2 separate regions of the Mus musculus genome follow, and region 1 is linked to region 2. The links are chromatin contacts, called in public Hi-C maps. All regions are on one chromosome and are shown on one strand. Each heading gives the region's core, a stretch centred on a gene start, on an enhancer-like site or on the middle of the called end of the contact. The rest is flanking DNA. Distances are from core to core; before and after follow the strand shown.

Region 1 (4,694 bases), core at 1,757-4,256, 100 kb before region 2:
CCCAAAGACCCACCCTTCCCCCTTAGTTTATTCCAGAACCAGTTCAGTTTATGGTCAAGATTAGCCATCATACACATCAATATAAAATGTGTCTTGTTCAACTGAGCCATGGTGAAGTAGGGGAAAGATTAACTGGCCATGTCCAGAGTGGGCATTTAGCCACAGTGAAGTATGGAAAAGATTAACTGGGCACGTCCACTGTGGGCGTTTGGCTATAGGTATGTCTGTAAGTGGTTGACATTACATAATCCGGGTGTCTGAAATCCCACCCTTGAGCCTACTTTAGGGTAGGCTGTGAAGACTGCTTAAAATACCACTGCCAAGGGAAAAGAGTCGTCCAGGAAATCCTTTCTTGGCCTTTCGCAACTGTGCCGATGCCATGCCTGCGAGCGGCCTTGGCAGGCTTTGGAGGAGAGAGCAGATGTTGTTGGGGGTGGGAGCTTGAGCTTCGTGCTTTACAGCTCTGGACTTGGCTCCCAGCTCCACTTCTACCAGTTGTGTGACCCCAGGCAAGCCACTTAATCTCTCTGAGCCTTGGTTTCCTTAGCTATGTGTGAGCCATAAGGTTGTTTGCAGAAATAAATGTATTGTGATCCTAAAAAAATAATGTAAGGTTACAGGAAGCAGGAAATATTACAGTTATAATCGTAACTGCTATTGTCTTGGTACTCAGTAGAGAAGAGGAGCGAGCACTGGTGAGATGGCTTAGTCCATAACCATCTTGCCATGAAAGCACGAGAACCTGAGTTCAGATTCCAGCCAGGCGTGAGGAATGGTAGCACATGTCTATAATCCTAGCACTGGAGGAGAAGAGAACTCCATATCCCTGAAGCCTGCTGGCCAGCCAGCCTCAACCAGCCAGTAAGCTCCAGGCTCAGTGAGAGAGACTCTGCCTCAAAATAGATAGATAGAATAGATAGATAGATAGATAGATAGATAGATAGATGATAGACAGAGTGGAGAGCAGCTAAGAAGACACTTGGCATTGACCTCTGGCCTCCATGTGTATGTGCACACACATGAACAAGTATCTGAATCACACACATAAGAGACAGGATCTTAAGGTTGATGGGCCCAGACTAGACCTGCAATACCAGGGTGTGATGTTGCATTAGCTTCTTTTCTCATTACTGTGACAAAATGCCTTCTAAAAGCAACAGAAGAGCGGAGGGCTTTGGTCTGGTTCCGATTGAGGAAATAGTCTGTAATGGTGGGAAAGCACGGTCACGGGGGCTCGAGGCAGCTGCTCACACAGCACCCACAGCCAGGCAGTGGTGCTAGATGGATTCTGGGGTTTGGCTCACTTTCTCCTTTTATGCAGTTTAGGGCTCTCAACCAAGGGATGGCTGCCTGCAGTAGGGTGAGTCTTCCACCTCAACCTAGAAACTTGATTGCAGACAGGCTTAGGGTCTTATCTTGCGGATGTTTCTAGATCCCATCAAGTGGACAGAATTAACCATCACAGAAAGCCTCAGGGAAATAGGAGAAGCCTGGGAGAATCGATGGACCTAGTTCAAGGGGATTACAGAAACCAGAGGGGCCAAAGTGCTTCTCTTGACCTCTTGGGCATTTTCTCAGTGCTCTTCTACAGAGCATCTACTGGGTCTGTCCTGGAATCCAGCTATGCTGGAGTGTAGGCATGATCTGTGGTGCTCTGATAGGTGGATGCTTCAGGGCCAAAGAGGAGGGAGCCAGGCTATGTTCACAGCAGGAACCATGCAGGGAGGATGCATAGCTACAGGTACAAAGAGTGATCAATCCACCCTGAAGACAAGGTGCGGGGGCCTTGCAGGCAGCAGGCTCAACATAGGCAGGCCTGGGATTCCGTGTAAATGCAGGCATTCTTAAGATCAGCTGTTGGTACATAAAGTTCAGTGCGTGGTAAACAGAAGGCTCTCTGCGCTGGCTGCAGAGAGGAGTCCAGGTACCAGAGGAGGTGCCTGATTCTTTCTAAGAGAGAAAGTCACCAAAGATACCACCATCATAGGGCTTTAATTGCATACACACACACACACACACACACACACACACACACACACACACACACGCCCATGTCCATTGTAAAGGCAAGAGGAGAACATCCTGTGTTTGCCCTAGCATTCTCTGTTATTCACTTGATACAAGGTTCTTTAGTTAACCTGGAACTCACAGGGTTTTTTGTTTGTTTGTTTATTTGCTTGCTTGTTTTAATTTTTGTTTCATTTAACTTTTGACAAGTCTGGCTATCAGCAAGCACTGGCCAACCTTCTACCTCATCACCCCCAACTCCAGTACAGGGGTTACGGGCACATGTAGCCACACCCAGGTTCTACATGGGTGCTAGGAACCAAAACTCCAGGGTTCATGCTTACACACAGCAAGTGCTCTTATCCACTGTCTCCCCCATTCCTCATTGTGGGGATTGGCAGAATTCTACATGGACACCCAAATTCACTTGATCTGGAGAGGGAGGCTGGAGGGGATAGCCTAGCAGAGAAATAGAAGATTCTGGAGGCCAGATGCTTAGATCTCCAGCCCAGCACCTTCATGATGCTGGATCCTGGATCAATTCCCCCTCTGGAGTAAAAGAATTTCATGGATATATCCTCACAGCCTTCCCTGTTAGATGAGGCCACAGTCACCTTTGAGGGTCCTTATGTCACTTTGTTGCAGACCTAGGCAATTGTGTCTGGGAAGCTCTTAAGATACTTTCAGCAGGAAGGCTCCTGATGACCCTGCCCACCCCTGGCACGACAGGAATGACTGAGAGTGAGGCCCTGCAGCATCTAGGCTTCCCTGAACTGCTCCAGTAACTTCCCCTCCAGGAAGCCTTGCCAGACAGGGAGAAGGCAGGCAGCAGGTGGAGCACTGAGAGGCCGAGTAAGCTGCTTAAGGTCACCCAGCAAAGCAGCAGCAAGCTGGACCCGGCCCCAAACCTCCAGATGTCCAGTCTGATGCCCTGCCCACTGGACCATGAGTCCTTTAATGAGGCCACCTCCGCAGGGCTGCAGGCTGGCCCACCGCCCGGGGCCGGTGACTTGCCAGGCATCCCAATCAGCCACACTGCAGAGGCCCTGCCCTCAATGGCCAGGCATAGAGACCAGGCAATGCGCTTGCCTGCCAAGCCTGGTGCTTCTGCAAAGTGGCCTGTTGGTCTGAGCATGCCCAGCCCTCTGGCTAAGACCCCTGAGGAAGCGGCCTCTATGTGCTCTTTCAGGGCTTAGAAATGTTGCAGGCTGAATTACACATAGGCTCCTTCTGGTGGCTGGCCTTGATATCCAGCCCCTTGAAGTCACCCCAGCCTCCCTGCTGTCAGTGCCTATGGACACCAGTCTCATCCTAAAGACCATCACTTGGGGTTGCGAGGGACCCCAGACTCAGAACTTTGTATTCACAATGGGTCTAGGTGACACAAGAATGCTGACAAAGGTAAGACTCAAATGGGGTTCCCTGGCTCCTTGGCTAGCTTTCTTGCCTTCCCCTCAGAGTCTCAGATTTATCCACATTTCAGTGGCTTTGATAAAACTATCCTCTACTGATTGGCCAGGATCTGTGGACACTAGCAAAGCTCCTGGAGACCTTGTGTGTTAGGCAAGAGACCTGTTCTGGGCTTCAGGCATGATGCTTAGGGCAAAGACAGAGCCGACCTGAGCAGGCAGAAAGGTGCAGAGCCTCACCCTGGAGCCACTGGGTGGCGCGCTTTGTGGAGTGAGAGACTGCCACCAACTGTTGGGGAAGGAGGAAAGACCAGCCTGTTGGCCCATCCCAGCTTGCCACCCATTCAGTTTCTCCGGTGTTAGGTTGCAGGTTGTGTGTAGGAATTGGAGGTAGACACATGGCAAGAAGTCCCAGGAGGCTCCTTTCTCCAATGTCTAGGCTCCTGGGGACAACCACGGAGGTGGAGCTGAGAGTAGGATTCAGAGAGGAGAGCTTCAGATGTCATCCTCCCATCCCTCCCATTCCAAGACTTAACCTCCCCCTCCCCTTCTCCTTTCTCTCTTGGTTTCATTCCCTGTCCTCCCACCCCCATAGCCCAGCACACACCTCAAAGAGACTCAATTCACTGATTCGTGTAACTCCTCCCCCACCCGAACACACTCTTCCAGGGCTCTCCCAGGATTGTCCCCTCAAGTCAACCTTTTGTGGCATGGAAGTGGGTGTGGTCACCCAAATTAGGAGTAAGGGAGAAGAGTATAGTAAACAGCACAAACCCACCACAACCACAACTTCCCCCCGCAACACCCCGCATTGTGCTCTGAAAGCTGGAGACACACAACGAGCCAGCATCTGTGTAGAATAATAAAACCGGGTGTGGACGTGTCGTTCTCACAGGACATTTGGCTGAGCCCGGGCAACGCGAAAGCATGCATAGTTAACACTCCTGACTGTGTGAAGCCCATTGTCGCGGGCACTGGCTCTGCGAGGGACCCAGGGCCCGGGGCTTGGCAAGGGCCCGAGACATTTCTTGGAATGGTTTCTTGTTCATCACTGACACTCGTAATGAGAAATTTATACACCATCCTAGGCGGATAAATTAATTTCGAACACTTTAGACTTGGGAAGACAATGGTTCCTGGCAGGACTCTTTATCACCCGTTTTATTAAAACACACACACACACACACACACACACACACACACACACACACGGAGGGGGAAAAAGACAGAAAAGGGGGGAAAGAAAGAAAGAAAGAAAGAAAGAAAGAAAGAAAGGAG
Region 2 (5,126 bases), core at 599-3,098:
TCTGAGGAACCGCCAGCATGTCAAGTTCTAAGCCAACTGTAGCTACATGTAAGACCTTTTCAAAAATCAAAGCCATGATTGCAATCTTCATCATCATCATCTAGCTGTTATAAGTTTATGATAAAAGAACAGATATTTATAAGTCATGCTGTACTGTTCCTTCTAGAGCTCCCTACTATCTATAGTAGTGTGTGTACAATGGACTAAAGGGCTTGCAGCCAAGCCTGGCACCCTGAGTTCAATCCCCAGGACCCACATGGTTGAAGGAGAATATTGATTCCTACCAGTTGTCATCTGACATCAACTGCACACCATTTATGCCCCAACATAAATGAATTAATGTTTAAAAAAAATTTTTTTTTGGTTTTCTGGAATTACACTGTCATCCTACTGCAAATCCTGCTTTGATTTGCACACAATGAGTTGGATGAATTTCGCCATGATTGAGTAGAGTCCTGACAAGAGCTACAGAGGTAGATGTCACCAACAACCTTCTTCCCTGCAAAGCTGGGTCACTTTGCTTTGTGCTTTCTGTGGGAATAGACTGTGGGGCATTGAACATCAACCCATTTTCAAGGATAGGCTCCTAACAGTGGCACTTCCACGTCCCCAGGAGTTAGCATTCTGAATGCCTCTGAGCCCCTAGCCACTTTCATACCCTGCACAGGGACCATATCCCCTCTTGTCATAAGTGGTCCCACAGCCCCACACCATGGCAGATGCATCTGACTTAGCATCACCTTTCACCCTGCAGTCTTCCTGCATCAGGTTGATTCCTGGCAGGTGGGGAGGCAGCAGCTGCTTAGCCATTCAGAGCTTCCTAGACTGTTTTAGATTTGCTTTGTATTATATGGGTATGTATTATATGGGAGTATATCCACATGAGTGCAGTTACCCTTGGACTCCAGAAGGGGGCATCAGATCCCTAGCGCTCTTACTACAAGCCGTCGTGAGCTACCCAACCTGCATACTGGGTTGGCTCAGCTAGTTCTTCACCGCCATTCTTCCTAGAAATGTCTCCAGCCTTTCCCTGCCCACTGTTCTTTTCTTTCTTCTTCTGTTCTTCTTTCCCTTCCTTCCCCCATCTTCCTTTCTTCCTCCCATGGTGGCTTACAGATCCCAAACTGAGTCTCCCCATGTAGCTAATGACCTTGAGCTCCTGTCTTCTGTCCTGCCTCCCCCTCCTCAGTGCTGGGATTTCAGGCCTGCACCCCACCCCCAGTTTGTACTAGGCTGGGGCTGAAGCCCTGGGCTTCTTGCATGCTTGACCAGCTGAATTACAGCCATCTTTTCTTTTACTTTTTCTTTTTCTTTTTCTTTTTCTTTTTTTTTTCTTTTTCTTTTTCTTTTTCTTTTTTTTTTCTTTTTCTTTTTCTTTTTCTTTTTTTGGCTTTTTTTCCCTGCCAGGTTGTGTACGCTTTTCCTTCTTGCCTCATGGGACCTCATTATACGTTACGACATTAATCTGTTGGTCATTACACATGTTTTAAATTTCTCCCCTGGTCAGGTCTTTTAACTTTGTTTATCGTGTTTTGGACCATGCAGAAGCATTTATTTTTATGTAATCGGGCCTGTTGAGGTTTTCCTCACTAGCTTCTGGATTTCATGTCCTGCTTAGGAATGTTGTCTGTCCTCCAAGATCATGAAAATATTCTCCTGTCTTTTCATCTAGTGGTTTTATAGCTTTGTTTTCCCCCCTTTGTGGCTTCTAGCCATCTGAAATGTGTTTGGCAATCAACAGCCCCCTTCTTAGGAAAGCCCATCCCACACTGACATACACGGACTGATGCAGGAGCCATGCCTGCGCCCCCGCCCCTTCGCCCCCACTTCCTCCCTCACAGTCATCCCACAAGTATGTTGAGAGCCATTGCTGTGCATGCACATTGATTGCCCAGCAGAAGAGACCGTGACCCTGTCCTTGGACACAGGAGGACTGATGTAGGAAACGTTGCCAGGGCTGGAACACAAAGAAAAATGTGATTTCAGGTAATATGGGTGGGGGAGTGGGTGTGGGAGTAACAAGAAGAATGTGAAAGTTAGCTTTAATTGTCAACTGGGATGGCTAGGTTTCATAGTCAATCTAGAATCACCTGGGGAGAGTCCCAAGGAGGAACTGTCTAGATCAGGCTGGCCTGTGACGTCTATGGGAGATTGTCTTGTGTTAATTCAAGTAGGAAGACCCAACCTAAAAATGGGTGGCACCTTTCCCTGGGCTTGAGTCCCAAACTGCTCAAACAAAAACAAAAACAAAACAAAACAAAACCCCCAGAGGAAATGGTTGGTGTGCAAGCATGCATGTGTTCAGTTTCTCTTTGCCCTTGACTGTGGTTGCCACCAACTGCTTCTAATCCCTGCTGTCCTGGCTTCCCCACAGTCAAGGACTGAGCTGGAATCATGAGCTGAAAGAAACCCTTTCTTCCCTAGGCTGCTCTTGTCAGAGAATGTTATCAGTTTAACAGAAATGAAACAAGAGGGGTGTGTGTGTGTGTGTGTGTGTGTGTACATGTCCCTGTTTTGTGCCAGTGTGTAGCATGATGAAGTTTAAGGCCAATCTTGGTATTGTTTCTTAGACACTACCCTTGTTTTTTGAGACAGAGTCTGGCACTGGCTTGTGTCTCATGGATTCTGCTAGGCTGGCTGGCTAGTTAGTCCCAAGAATTGACCAAGACTGGAAGCATAGGTAGTTACTACACACCTGGCTTTTTGCTGGTTCTGCTGGTGCTGGTGCTGGTGTTGGTGCTGGTGGTGTTGATATTCAGATAAGGTATGTAGCTCAGGCCAGCTTTGAACTCTGTCTGTAAAGAAGGGCGACCTTAAACTTCTGATCCTTCTGCCTGTACCTCACAGACACTGGGATTACAGGGACATACCACCACACCCCCTTCTGCCTCACTGGGGACTGAAGACAAGGCCTCAAGCATGCAAGACAGGCATTAGATTGACTGAGCTCCAACGGCTTCACCCTGGCTTTTCTACATGGTTTCTGGGGAATCAAACTAGGGTCCTTGTGCTTGTATGGCACATTACCAACCCAGTGGACCCTCTGGCCCAGCAATGATGTGTAAGTAAGAGGATCATGAAAGACTCTTCCTGTGGCTCAAAGCAGGCACAGTCATAAAGAGTCAGCCACATGAATTCCCCTGGGGTGGGGGTGGAACTGGGCAAAGGATCTAAAAGGGTCCTGCTGGGCCAGGTCAAGAAGCAATAACAGAAGGACCAGGGTGGTGCCTCAGTTGTTAGATTGATGTGCACAAAGCTCTGGGTTCCATCCCCAGCACTGCGTAAGCCAGGAGAAGTTGAGCATACCATATAATCCCAGCACTCCAGAGATGGAGGCAGGAGGTTCAAGGTCATCCTTGGCTATACAATCTCAGAGGCCAGCATAGGATACCAGAGCATTCTGCATGATATTTGAAGACTTTAGTGCTAATATTTTTTGCAAGGTGTGTGTGTGTGTGTGTGTGTGTGTGTGTGTGTGTGTGTGTGTTCCATGCACATGTGGAGTTCAGAAAACAATTGCAGGAGGCAGTTCTCTCCACCAAGTGAGTCCAGGGATCAAACTCGGGCCATCAGGCTTCACAACATTTAACTACTAAAGGCATTTCACTGGCTCACCCCTCAGCTCTTCTCCTCCATGCTCAGTCCTAGGGGTGTCGGTTGCCACCCATGTACGATGATTTATCATGTGGTATATAAGGGAACCCCAAGGAACACATGAAGGTGGCTATGTTGACCTCAGCCCCAAGCCCTGTCAAGTGCAACCTCTACTCACTGCCAGCATTGGCTTCTCCAGAACCCTTAGAACCTCCCTTACCGACCTTCTGTTGTTCTTTCTTAGACCCACGGGGTCTTTCTCTGCCTCTTCACCTGTGACTGTCCTGTCCATTGAGTAGTGGAAGAGTTCACTTCTGGAGATCACCCCATTAACTGACCATGTTCTCACTTAGGTGACAAAGTCAACCTCATCCTGGACCTCTTGGTCCACCTAGAGTGTCTTATTTATCCTCAAAATGTCAGCAAGACCCACTGACTCCCTAGCTACCCTATGGCCGTCTTTGGGGTCAATTCCACCAGCTGGGATGAGCTCAGCAGAGAGCAGAGTGAGGTGGGGTTGAGTGGGAAGAGGGAAGAGAGAAGTAAGGATGGAGAGGAAGCAGGGGACAGGAGGAGGAAGAGGGAAGGAAACAGAGGGAGAAAACTGGAGGGAAAGAGAAGATTGTAAGATGCTTTAGTTGGTAAAGCATTGACTTAATGGTCATGAGGATCTGAGCTTGACCCCAGAACCCACATAAAATAAAAGCAAGAACAGCTGGTGTGAGAGCACTTGACTGTAAGCCCAGGGCAAGGGTGTGAGTGCATGCACCCACTGCTGAGGTGGTGAAGACAAGGGGATTCCCAAAGTTCTGGTAAATCCAGCCTTTCATGTCAGTCTCTTGTGTCCTACTATTTACCAAGAAACAATCATCCTGCCCACTTCTGCAGCTTTCTGGGTCACTGGCCCTGACATGTTCCTGTCCCGTGTGGGGTTCAGGAGTTATCATGAATTCCCAGCTTTGGGGACTGAACTAGTTACTTTTCTGTTGTTGTGATAAAACACTGTGACCAAGGCAACTTATAGAAGGGAGGGTTTATTTGGTCTTCATATGCAGAGGGAGGAGAATATATCACGATGGGGAATTGTGGCAGCAGGCAGGCATGGTGGATGGATCTGGGTGCTGAGGGCTTACATCTTGAGCTACAAGTAAGAACCAGAGAGGGAACTGAGAAGGCTTCAAGGTTTGAATCCCCAAAGCCCATCCTTAGTGATGCTTCCCCCCAACCCTGCCCAAACAGCGCCACAACTGGTAGCCAGGTGTCCAAGGTGCTAGAGACTATGGAGAACATCTCTCTCAAGTCACCCCAGGAACCCAGCGGGAACCTGTGATCTTTTCAGTTCTAACTGCCTGTCATACTAGAGCCACACTTCAAGTCAAAGTGGCCAGATGATGTTGGCAGGAGGCTGATAAAGGGTACAGCCCAGGAGCCCACATGAAATGTCCCTGTGATGTACTGGAAACAGGGCGTCACTTTCATAGTCCATGTCACCTGCAGCCAGCTGCCACCATAGACAGCAGCCCAAGGGGACT

What was found. A called contact is a pair of places that touch in the nucleus more often than the background predicts.
Region 1: a Hi-C map of muscle stem cells shows a contact between it and region 2, with 2.5 times the contacts expected there. The contact joins two enhancer-like sites. A contact is called at or near these places in 7 of 484 Hi-C or Micro-C datasets (embryonic stem cells, liver, mammary gland and 1 more), 6 of 115 datasets of contacts at active chromatin or transcription factors (embryonic stem cells, liver and neural progenitor cells) and 1 of 9 other capture datasets (embryonic stem cells).

What each region holds. Positions count from the first base shown.
Region 1 is chr1:119,255,278-119,259,971 of GRCm38.p6, reverse strand. No RefSeq gene overlaps it. Among named protein-coding and RNA genes, the nearest start is that of Gm33388, 48 kb to the left of the region's middle. Within about 2 kb of position 3,006, at least 30 of the 459 cell types and tissues checked have an H3K27ac peak or open chromatin away from gene starts, as enhancers often do. A contact at or near this core is called in muscle stem cells, where this site is marked.
Region 2 is chr1:119,149,618-119,154,743 of GRCm38.p6, reverse strand. No RefSeq gene overlaps it. Among named protein-coding and RNA genes, the nearest start is that of Gm41934, 25 kb to the right of the region's middle. Within about 2 kb of position 1,848, at least 27 of the 459 cell types and tissues checked have an H3K27ac peak or open chromatin away from gene starts, as enhancers often do. A contact at or near this core is called in muscle stem cells, where this site is marked.